Linked DNA regions of Astyanax mexicanus: region 2 is linked to region 1. The links are chromatin contacts, called in public Hi-C maps. All regions are on one chromosome and are shown on one strand. Each heading gives the region's core, a stretch centred on a gene start, on an enhancer-like site or on the middle of the called end of the contact. The rest is flanking DNA. Distances are from core to core; before and after follow the strand shown. Region 1 overlaps kdrl (kinase insert domain receptor like). Region 2 holds the start of kdrl (kinase insert domain receptor like).

The links. Hi-C and Micro-C count contacts between places; a contact is called where the count stands out from the background.
Region 2: a Hi-C map of muscle shows a contact between it and region 1, with 2.8 times the contacts expected there. The contact joins the promoter of kdrl here to the enhancer-like site in region 1. A contact is called at or near these places in 2 of 3 Hi-C or Micro-C datasets (blood and muscle).

Annotation. Positions count from the first base shown.
Region 1 is chr10:48,275,295-48,282,809 of AstMex3_surface, reverse strand. kdrl (kinase insert domain receptor like) reads left to right here. Exons shown (of 30, transcript XM_022684284.2): 12 at 825-930; 13 at 4,869-5,156; 14 at 5,395-5,541; 15 at 7,132-7,260. Among protein-coding and RNA genes, the nearest start is that of kdrl, 45 kb to the left of the region's middle. Within about 2 kb of position 5,004, the one cell type or tissue checked has an H3K27ac peak away from gene starts, as active enhancers do.
Region 2 is chr10:48,319,198-48,325,768 of AstMex3_surface, reverse strand. kdrl (kinase insert domain receptor like) reads left to right here and starts at 1,761. Exons shown (of 30, transcript XM_022684284.2): 1 at 1,761-2,341. The coding sequence starts at 2,278.

The DNA.
Region 1 (7,515 bases), core at 3,755-6,254:
GTTAGTGTACCTAAATTGTAAGATAATGAAAAGTATTTTTTGTTATAGCGATAGCTTTGCACAACTACGTAAAATTTTCTGGTCAGGTGAAAAAAAATAGATTTTTATTTAGTCTTCTTTTTGACTTAATTTAAGCAAATTTAGATTTTAAATACAAAGAAGAAAATATATTTTTATATTTTTATTTTAAAAATAAAGAAGGCAAAAGCTATAGAGTTAGCAGCTTAGAAAAGGACACTTAGTTTCTCTGATTTTGCTATTTTTAGATCTATATGTTTATATAAAATGATCATCCTAATTTTGTTCTATGAACTATGGACAACATTTCTCCCAAATTCCAAATAAAAATATTGTTGTTTAGAGCATTTCTTTGTAGAAAATGTGAAATGGCTGAGTTTTCAGACCTCAAATAATGCAAAGAAAAAAAAGTTCATATTCATAAAGTTTTAAGAGTTCAGAAATCAATATTTGGTGGAAAAACCCTGGTTTATAATCTGGTTCTCCTCCACCAGTCTTACACACTGCTTTTGGATAACTTTATGCCACTCCTGGTGCAAAAAAATTCAAGCATCATCCATTTTCCTCTTGATTATATTCCATAGGTTTTCAATTTGGTAAAATTAAAGAAACTCATCACATTACACACAAACACACTAAAGACTGTTCTTTTATACTTTACATTTTATTTTATTGTATTCATACGTATCGTTATATCTATCTATCTTCTATCTATTTTTAGGAGGTCTCTTATTTTTTCCAGAGTTGCAGATATTTACTGTGGTGTTTTCATATGTAAAACATGTGTTGTTTGTCTTTTCACACAGACTATAAGCACCCTGGTTGTGACAGCTAACGTGTCGGGAGTCTACACTTGCAAAGCCAGTAACGTGTTGGGAGAACGGTCCATACAGACCTATTTCTATGTGGATGGTAAGTGAGTTAGCCACGTGTAATGAGGGGTTCTACGACCAATAATCACTTCTTTCCAGCAGGCACAGGTGACATTTCAGTGAGGCTCGCCCTCCTGGGTATTATGTTTACAGGCAAGCGTACTGTAACACGCGGTCATGTGGTTTGTATTGACCTAGACATGTGTAATGAGTTGCTTAACCCAAGAATGCCCACACTTAATTGTGCAATATGGAGAGCGGTAGGGGGGCATTAATTGAAACCATGTCACGGTGCTGCATGGCAGAGCAGAGCCGGGGAATGGGTAAAACACATGCACTGCCATGTGTCTGTGTGTAAAGAGTCTAAACTGTGTAACTGCACTGTGCTTTAGCTTTTCTTCAGTGTGATTAGCTTTTATATGCAGCTGACCAGGTTCAAATGTTTCTGAACCAGAAAATAAAACCCATCGTTTAGTGTGTTATGTAATCGGGAGTGTGTCAGCTGTCTCTGCGCCGCAGGTTGGAACAATGAGGGAAAATAAAACTCCTAATGTTCTCTGACCTGTCAGCAACTCCAGATGACCGTTCCTTTCACTCCAATAACATTTCAATAACTCAGTTATAATTATGTAATGTTTTCCATGAATATGTACAGTTGTGCTTGAAAAGTGTGTGAAACCTTTAGAACTTTAGACATTTCTGCATAACAATGACTTACTCATTTATTGTTTAAGGAAAATGATACAATATTGCCTATTTATGAATTTATATATTACAATATTACATTTGTGTGGAAATCTGGTTAAGTTTTAAGATTAAGATGAAGTCTTTAGAAGTTTAAGAAATAAAAAAAAATCACAAAGGGTTTACATACATTTGAGCACAATTATACACAGTAAAATGTAACTGCTCTAGGTATTGAATTAACATAATTTAAATACAACTGGATAATTTGAATGGATACTCACCGTCAGTGTGTAGTCATCCCCCCAGGCTACCTTTCCCTGTGTGTTCAGGTATAGTATAAATTGTGGGACAGCTGCCAAACCGCAGTGTTGAAGGCTGTAACCGCTATTTAACCTTTTTTTAAGCAGTTGAGACTGGCTGAATGTTGCTGCCTTTAATACCTACTACTTGTCAGATGTAGGTATTATATTGGTAAACTGTTCTGGATCCAGCTTCCAGTCCTGGATTTTATTCTTGCTGAAAATTAAGGGAACAGATAATGTAACTGATTGGCAACTTAGTGTTACACCTACCAAGGCAAGTACAGGAATGGATACTGGACATAAGGTGTTTGTACTCGGTTTAGTGTGTTATTTAAGCTCAAATGTTTTAAGATTTTTAAAACTTAAATAGATTAAGGAAGGCAGTTTCCTCAAAGCTTTTGAGTTCACATAACTAATCAGGGTTTACGGTGTATAAGAACATACAAATTAGGTTTAATGTTAGATATTTTTCCCATTTTTTCACAATTTATCTGGACATTTATCCCACCCATTCAGGTAGAACTCAGCTGTATATCCCTATCACTGATAATGCCCCAACACCAGGAGGGTGAAGACTAGCACACACCTCCTCCGAAGTCAGACTCCGCCTCTTTTCCAACTGCTGCTGATGCAGTATTACCAGAGTAGCATCACAGCGCTAATGATCAGAGGAAAGCACAGGAACTAGCTTCCTATACATCAGCTCACAGATGCAGCCTTGTGCTGATCCACATCGCCCTTTGGAGTGATGAGGGGAAAGAGCGTCATCTACTGTACCTACCCAGAGAGAGCAAGGCCAATTTTGCTCTCTCAGGGCTCCAGCAGCTGATGGCTAGCTGCATGACTGGGATTCGAACCAGCAATCTCAAAAATCATAGTGGCAGCACTTTAGACTTCTGGACCACTCGGAGCCCTGCTTTAAGTTTGTTAACAGTGAATAAAAAATCCACTGCCAGCAAGTAGTACTGTGCCAATGCCATTAAACTAATAACCATTATTTGTCTGAACAACATATTTGAGCTAAACTGTTCCCTTGCGGTTCAGACCGTAATTAGGAGACCCTTCAGGCTGAGAGAGGGAGGAACCTAATCCGATAAGATGGCAGCTAATGTGGTAGAAACTATAGAGCTGTTATATCTGCAGATGGCAGGTTGCAGGGGGTCTGAGGAGAGAATACAGTGGCTCTGAGAACTGATGTACGCTATCACAGAGGTGGGGATGACTCTGAGCGGAGGAATGCTGGTGAGAAAGACCGAATTGTAATAACAGCTGTCTTCTCTTATGGAACGCGAGACGCTCTCCAGTGCTGCGAATAAACAAGTGTGTTCCAGCTCCCGGGAGGCCCGGCCTCAGCCTGGTTCCTATTGTAGCCGCCTCAGGTTGGCCGTCACTGCCGTCATCCTCCAGCAACATGCTTTCAATTAGTAATGATGAAACAGGAAATAACTGCAAATTTGACATTCCTGGCTCAGTGATGTGCAACTCTGTGTTCTCTGGCATGGGCCAAACTAGGACCAGTTCTATTAAAAACCTCTGTGAGATTCTTTTAGTGAGTTTCCTGCTATTTCAAGGCCAGAAATGATGTTTATTTTTGTGTATTTCTTTGTTACTGCTCAAAAATTCTTAGAATGATTCATCCACAGAATATTTTACACGTATTGTCAGCAGTAACAGTAGTGGAATAAGTGAACAATGAGCTTCACTCCCAAGTACTCTATAAAAAAGCATATTTTGGCCAATGGCTTTTACACATGGTACAATTTAATGACGTTGACAAAAGCTCATAAAGTGCAGATTTTAAACAATTAGTTAGAAGAACCCTGAATAATAGAATACAGAATACAGTTGAAACAGTATAGAAAATGCGGTACCACTTTAAAATAAGGCTCCTTTATAAAGGGTTGACAAATAGTTTAAAAAGGAATTTATTAATGATTATAAATTAGATTGTAAATATGTTAAAAACATTAATAATCACAACACATAAATAAAAAGAACAACATTTCTAATAAAATAACATAGAAAGTCAGTTAAGTCATTTAATATATTATTATAGTTATATGAATAAAGAATAGAAATGAATATTAACAGAAATTCCAGTGATGACTGATGGAAAAGACCAAATAAGATAAGAATCACTATTTGGTACACGACAGGCCACTGCTGTCCTTCCTATTTATTTGTTTTTACATTTACATTTAATAAACTTCCTGTTTATTAAATTAAATGTTTTTTACCTATTTAATAACATTAATAAACTAATTTATAAACTATTTATAAACCCTTTATGAAGGAGCCTTTTTTTTTAAGTGGTACCGAAAATGCTTATAAGTAAACACATATGTGTTTCTTACATTTACTTTGACTTTTATTTGATTGCAGACAGTATGAACCCAAGATATTTCATATTTTGTTCAGTCAAATTCATGTCGTCTGTAAATATACAGTACAATCATTTCTGCATTTCAAATGTGTAATACTTTTAAGAAATTTTGGCACTGTTTTAGGTGCAAACACATCTTAAAATCATCATTCATCCACAGCCGTGCCTTTACAATGTGTGCAACATGTGGTTTTGCATTGTCTTGTTGAAATATGTACAGTATGGACAGGGTATGATGCTCTTAGATCTCAGTGCACTTATCTGCATTAATGCTGCATCACAGAAGTGTACTGACAAACCAATACAATGGATTTTTTTATTTATATATCTGCAGTCTGGATGGTCCATTTCATATTTTGTCCACAGCAGAAAGTGTTCATAACTTCTGATATACTGTTCCATCCTTTTCTTATTTAGGGTTGTGTTGGGTTTATGTTACTAGAGTAGGATATTTTTCATGAATATTTTAGTTAGATAGTTAAATTATTGGGCAAAAACCAAATGTCCTCTACATCTTATTATTGCGATAATTCTATATCATTTTACATCATTTTATTTACATATTTACATATTTTTATCTTCATAAACTCTTTTTTTATCTCCCAGATTATCCACACTCTTTGGAGGTCGAGCCCTTGAGAGCAATCGAGGGAGATGACGTCACCCTGACTTGCAGAGGAACTCGGTTCCTGTATGATCGGCTGCGCTGGTACGATCCTCAGAACCGCCTGGTCCACGAAGGCAGCTTCACACAGCGGGTCAGCCTTTACTCCGTCTCTCTGTCTCTCCAACTGAAGAACGTCTCCAAGAGTAACACAGCGGGCTATCAGTGCAGGGCAGTCTGCCTCAGCTCCAACAAAGAGGCCCACACTAATTCTACTCTAGTAATTGATGGTGAGTTCCTTTGAATGAGCTGGTTCGGCTTATTTGTCCGTGTCACATCTGTCTCGATTCATTCAGCCGACTCAGCATTTCCATTTTCTGCAGAATGGAAAATGTATGAGATCTGTTCTTTTTTACAACATCTGGAACATGTGGATGTTTTGAATTTGGCATGCTGGCTGCAATCTAAGGACAGATCTCGAGTACAGATGAGTTTGCTTATTGTGTAACCCGGCTTTGATTTGAACAGAGAGGAGCGTTCCTAAACTGCAGCAGAACCTGACCAATCAGGAGGTGAACAGCAGCAGCACCCTGTTGCTGGCGTGCCTGGCTTTCGGCGTTCCCACTCCATTTATCACCTGGTACAAAGACAAGGTTCCTGTCTCTGAAGGGCCAGGTAAATAATCATACTTCATTTTACAGTCATTTTAATAATTTTAATATCAATTGAATGTATATTGTATTGGGAGATGCGTACAGTATATGCTCTTATGTGCTTATCGACAAAAAATAATACACAAAGACGTTGATTGTTGAAATGAAATGATAAAAAATGCTCCATAAATGCTATATTGGTGATAAATCTGGCAATCAAGCCAAGGAAGTGTTGCAGTCTGGTTGAGACATTCCTGGGAAACCCTTGCTGTGTGTGGGTAAGCATTATCCTGCTGAAAAAGGAGAGGCAACACATGGGGCCACAGGATGAACTACAGATATCACATACAGTATCGCTGAGCTGTTAGTGTCCTTCATAACAATACTAAGGGCGTCCAACTGTCATTTACTGTACATTACTGTACAGATGGAGCAGTGTGTTGCTTCACAGCAAAGGCTGAATTAAAGCACTCCCACGAAGCTCAAATCTCTAAAAAGTTGGTCCCATTCCAAAGCAGTCCATGTTGGACAAGCAGACCATCTTGTTTCTCTCAGTCAAATGATGCACTAGAGTTTACACAAAAGTAGACCTTATACTGGACTTGATATGGCTCTGTCAAAAAACTTTAGTTTGGAACTTTAGTGGAAATTACATATTACAAATGGAATTTAAAAATACAGGAAAGTTGTTTAAAATTGATAAATTATTAAATTATGCATTTTAGAAAATACAATCATTATCACAATATTGAACATTTTAACTACATTAACCCTTAACTGGATTTTACAAACAGTTTTCTTTGTTTCTTGGTTCTCTTCTTCCGTGCTGCACTGTTCATTAACATCATTCTGAACAGATTTTGTTCAGATTTGTAGATAAAAAAATCTGTTTTAACTACAGTCTACTTACTACAAAAATGTTGGTTTAAATCGGGCTTGGGCTTACAATGACAGTTTATTGAGAGGTCCAGTTCGGGCTTGGAGAGAACGTGCACAAGCTTAGGTAGAGGTGGTTAGATGTTTTTTGGCCTGATTTAAGCTCTGTGATGCACCCCATCTCTAAATCTGTCAATTTGGCAAAATGTCTTTGAGTGCATTGTAGAGGCATGTTTAACAGTTTATCAGTGACATTTCACCAAGAGGAACACTACCCAAAATGAGCCTATGAGAGCCCTAATCTAGGGTAGAATGGAAAGCGCTTTTGTTTTGTTTTTTATGATCAGCACTTTGTTTAACATTTTGCATTTAGTACAATTTGCAAAGCCTGCTTAAAATACACAGTATTAAATATCATAGAATAAAGAACACGGAAAAGAAAATTACAGTATGATAGAACAATTCTGACAAGTAATATTGAAGATGCACAGCAAGAAAACAGTATTTTCCAAAAAAAAAAAAAAAGTTAGAGAAAAATACATGTAATTTTAATGATGTAATTTGATCTGGGAAGCACTTTTGTATTCATTTACATATCTGCCTGAGACATACCAAGTAAAAACCAAGTTTTGAAACATTATTTTTTTTGTCAGTCTGTGTAGTTTGAACGTTTGCTTGCAATGCATCAATAAGTTATGAGTAATCATACATAATCTTATCAACTGTTCTATTTCAGGAATTACTCTGAAAGATGAAGGGATGCTGATCATCCAGAGAGTGAAGAAAGAGGACGAGGGGTTATATGAGTGTAAGGCCAATAATACTGAAGGCGTGGCGAACTCGAGCGCAGTCATCACTGTACTGGGTGAGTAACAGATCATCTGAGATCAGACCAGCTTCACTTCCTTTTCATTTATAATAATAATGACTGTGCATTACAGCAGCTGTGGCACTGTGAGCTACTGTAATTCAGCTTAGACAGTAGCAAGCTGCAAATTACTTTAAAAAGATTCAGGCAGCCGTTGTGATGCGTGACAAATTAAGAAATCCCATCAGAGTTTTCTCCAGACTGCTACGTGTTCAGCAGGTCAAGTAGTTTTAGCATAACTTCCCTATTTAA
Region 2 (6,571 bases), core at 512-3,011, 46 kb before region 1:
TGACAATCTTATGAACAACCCCTCCACTAAAGTATATCCATGGATATGTCCCTATTTGTGATAAGGTGAACTTGCTGGACGTTTCAAAATCATGGGAGGTTCCCAAATGTTTTTAGGCCTAGATATAGCATAGCTGTGTGTCCTGTTTTCCAAAGTTAAAAATAAAGCAGCAAATATTTGTCCTGTGGATATTTACCTCGATAGCACGAGTAAGACAATGCCTGTTTACCTTTGTACCCAGATATTTTAGGGAGGTGCAGCTATGTTTATCTGTTTATCTCGAGAAGGACATTTGGGGAAAACAGTCATGTGTAAAGTCACTTGTTTTAACACTATATCAGATCAACTGGCAGTGTTTTTAGTCTTTAGTATGTTCTTTGGACCTGAAATAAACAATGAACATCAGTAGTCAGTCATAGAATATGTTAGTTTTTTTCTCTCTGACCAAGCTAGACAGTTAAAGATAAGTAATAATAGAAGTAATATAAATAGAAATATATTAATTTTAGATTTATTTGAAATATATAATAGAAAAAAAAAACTGAAATTCCACGTAAATCAGTTGTAAATCCAATATTATTGATAGATAAAAGTAAAATTACAGAGATCTGGATTTTGAATTTAGATATGAATAATATTATTGCTACTAAATTTAAAACAAAACAATTTTAGATATCTAAAGTATATTATAGAGATCTAAAATTCCACATATCCTAAAGACACATGATCATAACTGCAGTATATTAAAGATATATTGACCTAGTCAGGATTCAGATAGATCAGATAGATCTGGACCTGGACTGAAACCTGGACCTGAGAATTACAGTGGAGATAAATGGTAATGATATAAATGGTAAAATATGACTAGAAAAACTAACATTATGGCTATATCATCCCAAAAATATGTCTAGTCAGAATGTCAGAATGGATTTATAGATACAGTACCATTCAAAATTTTGCACACTCTTTCTCACTAAATGTTTTCTTTTATTTCTTAAACAATTACTGTGTGTATACAGCTCTGGAAAAAATAAGAGACCTCTTCAATTTATGAATCAGTTTCTCTAATTTTGCTATTTATAGGTATAAGTTTGAGTAAAATGAACATTGTTGTTTTATTCTAGAAACTACAGACAACATTTCTCCCAAATTCCAAATGAAAATATTGTCATTTAGAGCATTTATTTGCAGAAAATGAGAAATGGCTGAAATAACAAAAAAGATGCAGAGCTTTCAGATCTCGAATAATGCAAAGAAAACAAGTTCATATTCATAAAGTTTTAAGAGTTCAGAAATCAATAAATATTTGGGGGAATAACCCTGTTTTTTAAACAGTTTTTATGCATCTTGGCATGTTCTCCTCCACCAGTCTTACACACTGCTTTTGGATAACTTTATGCCTTTACTCCTTGTGCAAAAATTCAAGCAGTTCAGCTTGGTTTGATGGCTTGTGATCATCCATCTTTCTCTTGATTATATTACAGAGGTTTTTAATTTGGTAAAATCAAAGAAACTCATCACTTTTTAACTGGTCTCTTATTTTCTCCAGAGCAGTATGTGATATTATTGATAGTAAATGATAAAAAACGCTTTACAGATGTTTTGAATGTGAAATTTACCAGTATAAACTCGTATTACTGGTTTGATTTGAGACTTAAAACGGATTGCTATGATAACACTGAGTGTGTGAGAGTGCCACAGGCTCCCAGTCAGGGCTCAGTGACGTTGCCTCTTCCTTTCAGTATAAAACCCTGGAGCAGGATGGGAGCAGGAGGAGAGCTGCTGCTGCTGCGCTTAGTTAATAGCCTGCTGCCGTCTGTGCAGCTCATTCCCCTGCTTGGAGTCGCAGTGGAGGATATGTGAGACGAACCCTGAGAATCCTGGACTGTTTTTTTGCTTGTTTTTCCTACTTTTCTTATTTTTTGTAATATTCTGATTCGCCAGGAGGAGAATAAAACCACATAGCACCTGCCCAGAGGCGCAGACTGGCTCCTACCCCTTACCTGAAGGAGCGTAAGAGCTGAAAAAGTGTCTGGACACCATGGAATACAAACCTTAACCTTGAAAACAGGCTGTAAGCTACCAACAAGAAGTTCTGTGGCTGCAGGAGCAGCTTATAGCTGCGGTTCATCCATCCACTGTTGGAGGTTATCTCTTCTTCTTGCTGCTGCTGATAGATATAGATAGGCTAGAGGGACCTGGGCTACTGGGTTACTTTGGCTTCTGACTGATTGACTGACTTTTCGTTGGAGTAACATTAGGCTACGGAGGGACGGAATGATTCCCAGAAGATCGGCAGCCTTCATAGCCCTGCTTTTCCAGTGCTTTACCTCCACAAACGGTGAGTCCACTTCTCTGGTTTTCTCTTCTCTCTGCCTGGTTGCTCTGCTGATTGATGCTGGTTCAGCTTCACTCTGAAAACATCTGAATCTGAGACTGATGTCACAAATTTGTATTTAAAGTCATTAAATATTAATTTGTGAAGAGTATTTTAGCTAAATATATATTTTTGTTTCATTTTTGGGCGCTTGTGTGGCTTTAATTCTGGTTGGATGCTCTCTCTCTCTGGAGTTGGCTCAGTCTCTTATTATTAAGGCTGGACAATTTGACAAAAAAAAAAAAAAAAAACATATCCCCATATGCAATAGTGGAAATTGGAGATATATGATAGGCTACAAAATATGATATAATTAAAAATATATTAAAAAAAGATCTTGTTAAAGTATTATTAATATTACTTTAATATATGTTGAAAAATTCAGCTTGCTGGTTTCAGATAGTTTAAGCTGATTCAAAAAGCTGGTCACCCAGGCTATATACTGGTAAATAGGGCTGCAGCAATCAGTTAATCATAATCGTAATTGACAATGTCAATTATTTTTAACAGCACCACACTTAACAAAGAACTGGGCACAGAAACACAATGGGAGGGGGCTATATTAATGAGTTAACTCACACAGTTTACCCTCAAGTTGGCCTGTGTCTCCATAAGTTCACGAACGCAACAGATTATACAGTACCAGTCAAAAAAATTGACACACCTTAAATTCAGTGTATTTTCATTATTTGAAATGTTTTGCATTGACCAGTAATGCCATCCAAACTATGAAGAAATACATGTGGAAATAATTAGTAAACCAAAGAGAAAATGTTTTATGTTTTAGATTTTTCAAAGTAGAAGTTGTGTTGTGAAGAGCTAGACTTGGTACACAGTGAATAGCCTTATTTGCGTAGTGTTCTAATCCACATTATGTTAAGAAATACTCAACTAAGTAAAGACAAAAGGTGAAGTAAAGAAATGAAGTAAGTCATTAATGAAATAAGAAAAAAAAATCAAGAACTTTCAAAGTATCCTCAAATGAAGTCACTGCAAAGACCATCAAAAACGGTATGATTGAACTGGCACTCATCAGTACTGCCCCAGGAAAGGAAGAGCAAGAGTTTCCTTTGTTGCACAAGATTAGTTAATCTGAGTTATCAGCCTCAGAAACTGCAAGTTAACAGCACCTCATGCTTAAGAGCACCTAAATACTTAACTGAGTATTTTGGTTTGCTTAACACTTTTAAGTTACTACATGAATCCTTATGTGTTCTTTCCTTATGAAGTGATAGAGGGCATGACAAAAATCATTGAGACTTGATCTTAATGGTCATGTTTTGTATCCAGCTTGCAATTTAGGAAAACTGTAAAAAATTAAGAGTTAGAGTAGAGTAAAATGAAGAAGAAAAAAATTAAAGCTGCACAAAATGCATGGCTATAAAATAATATAAATTATAAAGTAGCAAAAATCAAGAGGAATGAGTGAAATAAAGAAATTCAGTGTAATTCTAAAATTGAAAATACTCTGCAAACATTGTACTTATGAGTATGAGGCCACCTAGGTCTATCTAGTTACCATGCATGCTGCATGCACCTTATTATGGTTGAATGGTCGGTCAGTGGCCAGTTAATGAATATACTGTGTTATCCCATCCTCTAAATATTGTTTGGCATTGAGAGGAATAAAGCCCCTGCAGTGTTTTCAGTGTATCACCAGTGGCTGTGTTAATCTCCAGTGTGAAAGGTTGCTCTCCATCTTGAGAGGAGATTGTCTGTTTAGAGGAGAAAGTACATTGTTGATACTTGGCTGCTGAACTGCCTGCCTGCCTCGCCTTGTAAATATCAGTGAGTATAAAAGGTGGATGTTGCTGTGCATTGTGCCATAACTGTTGCGCCGCAGATACATGTCTTCCTCCAAGTGTCCAAACAAACAGCAACCCCCTGCTCTGATCCAAACAGAGGAAATACACCCCCCCACACACACCCCCTGCCACTGTTTTTTTGGTGTTCAAGCTTTGTCTACAAGGTTTCCAAGTAGATTTCCTTCACTATCCGCACGCCGAGCGTGGGAAAGACACATGGAGGAAGTGCACTGAGAGGCAGGAGGCACCCTGGAATTGTTCTGGCAGCCAGAGGTCAGGGAAACGTGACACGCTACCTGAGTAAAGATTCCTTCCCCGAGCTTCTTGTACGGCCAATCAGCTTCCAGTATGTGTCAGCCTCTCAGCCTAATACAATGACTGGGTGTGGAAAACCCATTGTTTTTTCAGGGGGTCCAATACAATATGTATGATTAAATTAAAATATGCAAGAGGTATCACAAAGAATATTCTTAAATGGTCAACGCTCTCTCTACCAGTTAAAATCGTCTTAACAAAACAGTACTTTTGGGAAATTTGGTCCAGATCATTTAAATCAGGTGTTTCGACTTACTGGCGCTTCATTAGGACTGGCTGTAAAACCTTATCCACAATTATCCAACATTTTTGTTTCAAACACCACAGAGAACACCTTATTTTACATGATTTACACTTGAACATAATCTTTCAGTAGTTGTGTGCTTATGTGTGCTTATTCTGGGTTAAAATATACTGTAAATGTTTTTGAAGATGGGAGTAGACAATTTTGGCCTATTAACCTTCTAACAACTAACTGGGAAATCTTGATTTGTTCCCACATGTCAGAACACAGATTAGTGCACTGTGCTGAATTGATAGACTCTTAAAAAGATCAGGGGTTACCACATTATCTGTGTGTTTAATGATTGGCTTTTGGCAAGCAAACAGTCCATAATAGTTCTTGCATCCTGATTATGATGCAATTATTGACTTTATATTGATTCGGTGTTGCGTATATTATCTGATGGTGGCCTTTGGAAGTGGTTGGCTGTTCCCATAGCAAGGTAGTCATATGTTTTTAGTTGGGGATTGTTTTTCTCCAGTGATTATGAGCGGTCACTCGTCTAAGCTTTACTATGTGAATGTGAAATTCAGATGTTTTAATTCTTTTTAAGTTTTTCTCAGGGCCTGTTTTTACCTGCCTTTAACATTCGAATAGTAATAGATGGTAAATAGATATACTCTTCCTGAATGACCACATACATTTTTTTTATTAAAACATGTATATAATTTCTGAAAAAGAGTATAAATATATAATTATAAGTTTATATTAGAACTGGGCAATATATTGGTACTGTGATGTATTGACAATATGCTTTTTTAATCATGTTGAGGATTTCATTAGTGTTTAAGAATACTGACCCAACTGCACATTTCATTACAGAAAGTGTAAAAGTGTAAAAAGAGAGTGTTTAAATAGAAGAATAGCAGAATCCGACACTGCTGATGAATTTTGTCTATGTGTCAATGTCCGATAAATGCTGTGTATCATAAAAATGTTGTGATATAATATTGTGCCATTTCACAATATTGTAACTATACTGTCTCAAATGAAATTATAAAATTTATTATGATTATATTTTGGCCATATTGTCCAGCCCTAGTTTACATGTAAGGATTGGTGTCAGAAGTGGTTCATTTAGTGTAGTGTTTAAACCCCGCCCACTAGATAGTGTTGTACTATGTTTATTTTTCTCAGATTTTATAAATATTATTTTGTGTAATTTGTACTATGAGGATATATATCGCAATATATTTAATTGGAACTCCTTTATCAGGATATGTATTGTATCGCCAAGTTCTTGACAAAACACAGCCCTAATCCTCCATAACTCATGTTAATAACAGGTGTAAAACAGCCTGTAAAACAGCCAGTGTTTAAGTTCTGAAAGTATTTAATTTTACTGCTACATCCAGCTCAATTGCTTTACACTGGATTTGGTTGTTTCCCTGATTAAGTATGATTGCACAACCACTGTTCTGCCTGAAAAATAACCAGCTATTTACTGTAGATTACACTCTGGTTTAGATACAGAAATCCCCACGAATGATTCGTCACAACTCTCTCATTAAAAGTCAGACTTGGCACCGAGCCCTCATTTGACTCGGCTTGAGGACTTACTCATTCTGCGTACGGTTTACCATATAACCACAGCACAATGGAGTTGTGTGGGAAAGCGTGTCTGTAGAGATGGCTGTCTGTGTTGTGTTTGTTGATTTAAAAGTGTAGAAGGTGATGCTGAGAATTCAAATCCTGGAAGAAAAGCTATCCTGAGGATAGCTGGTATAAATGCTGGGTCATGCTGCCATCAGCAGCTGGAGCCCAAAAGGACATTTGTCCACAGTGGACATG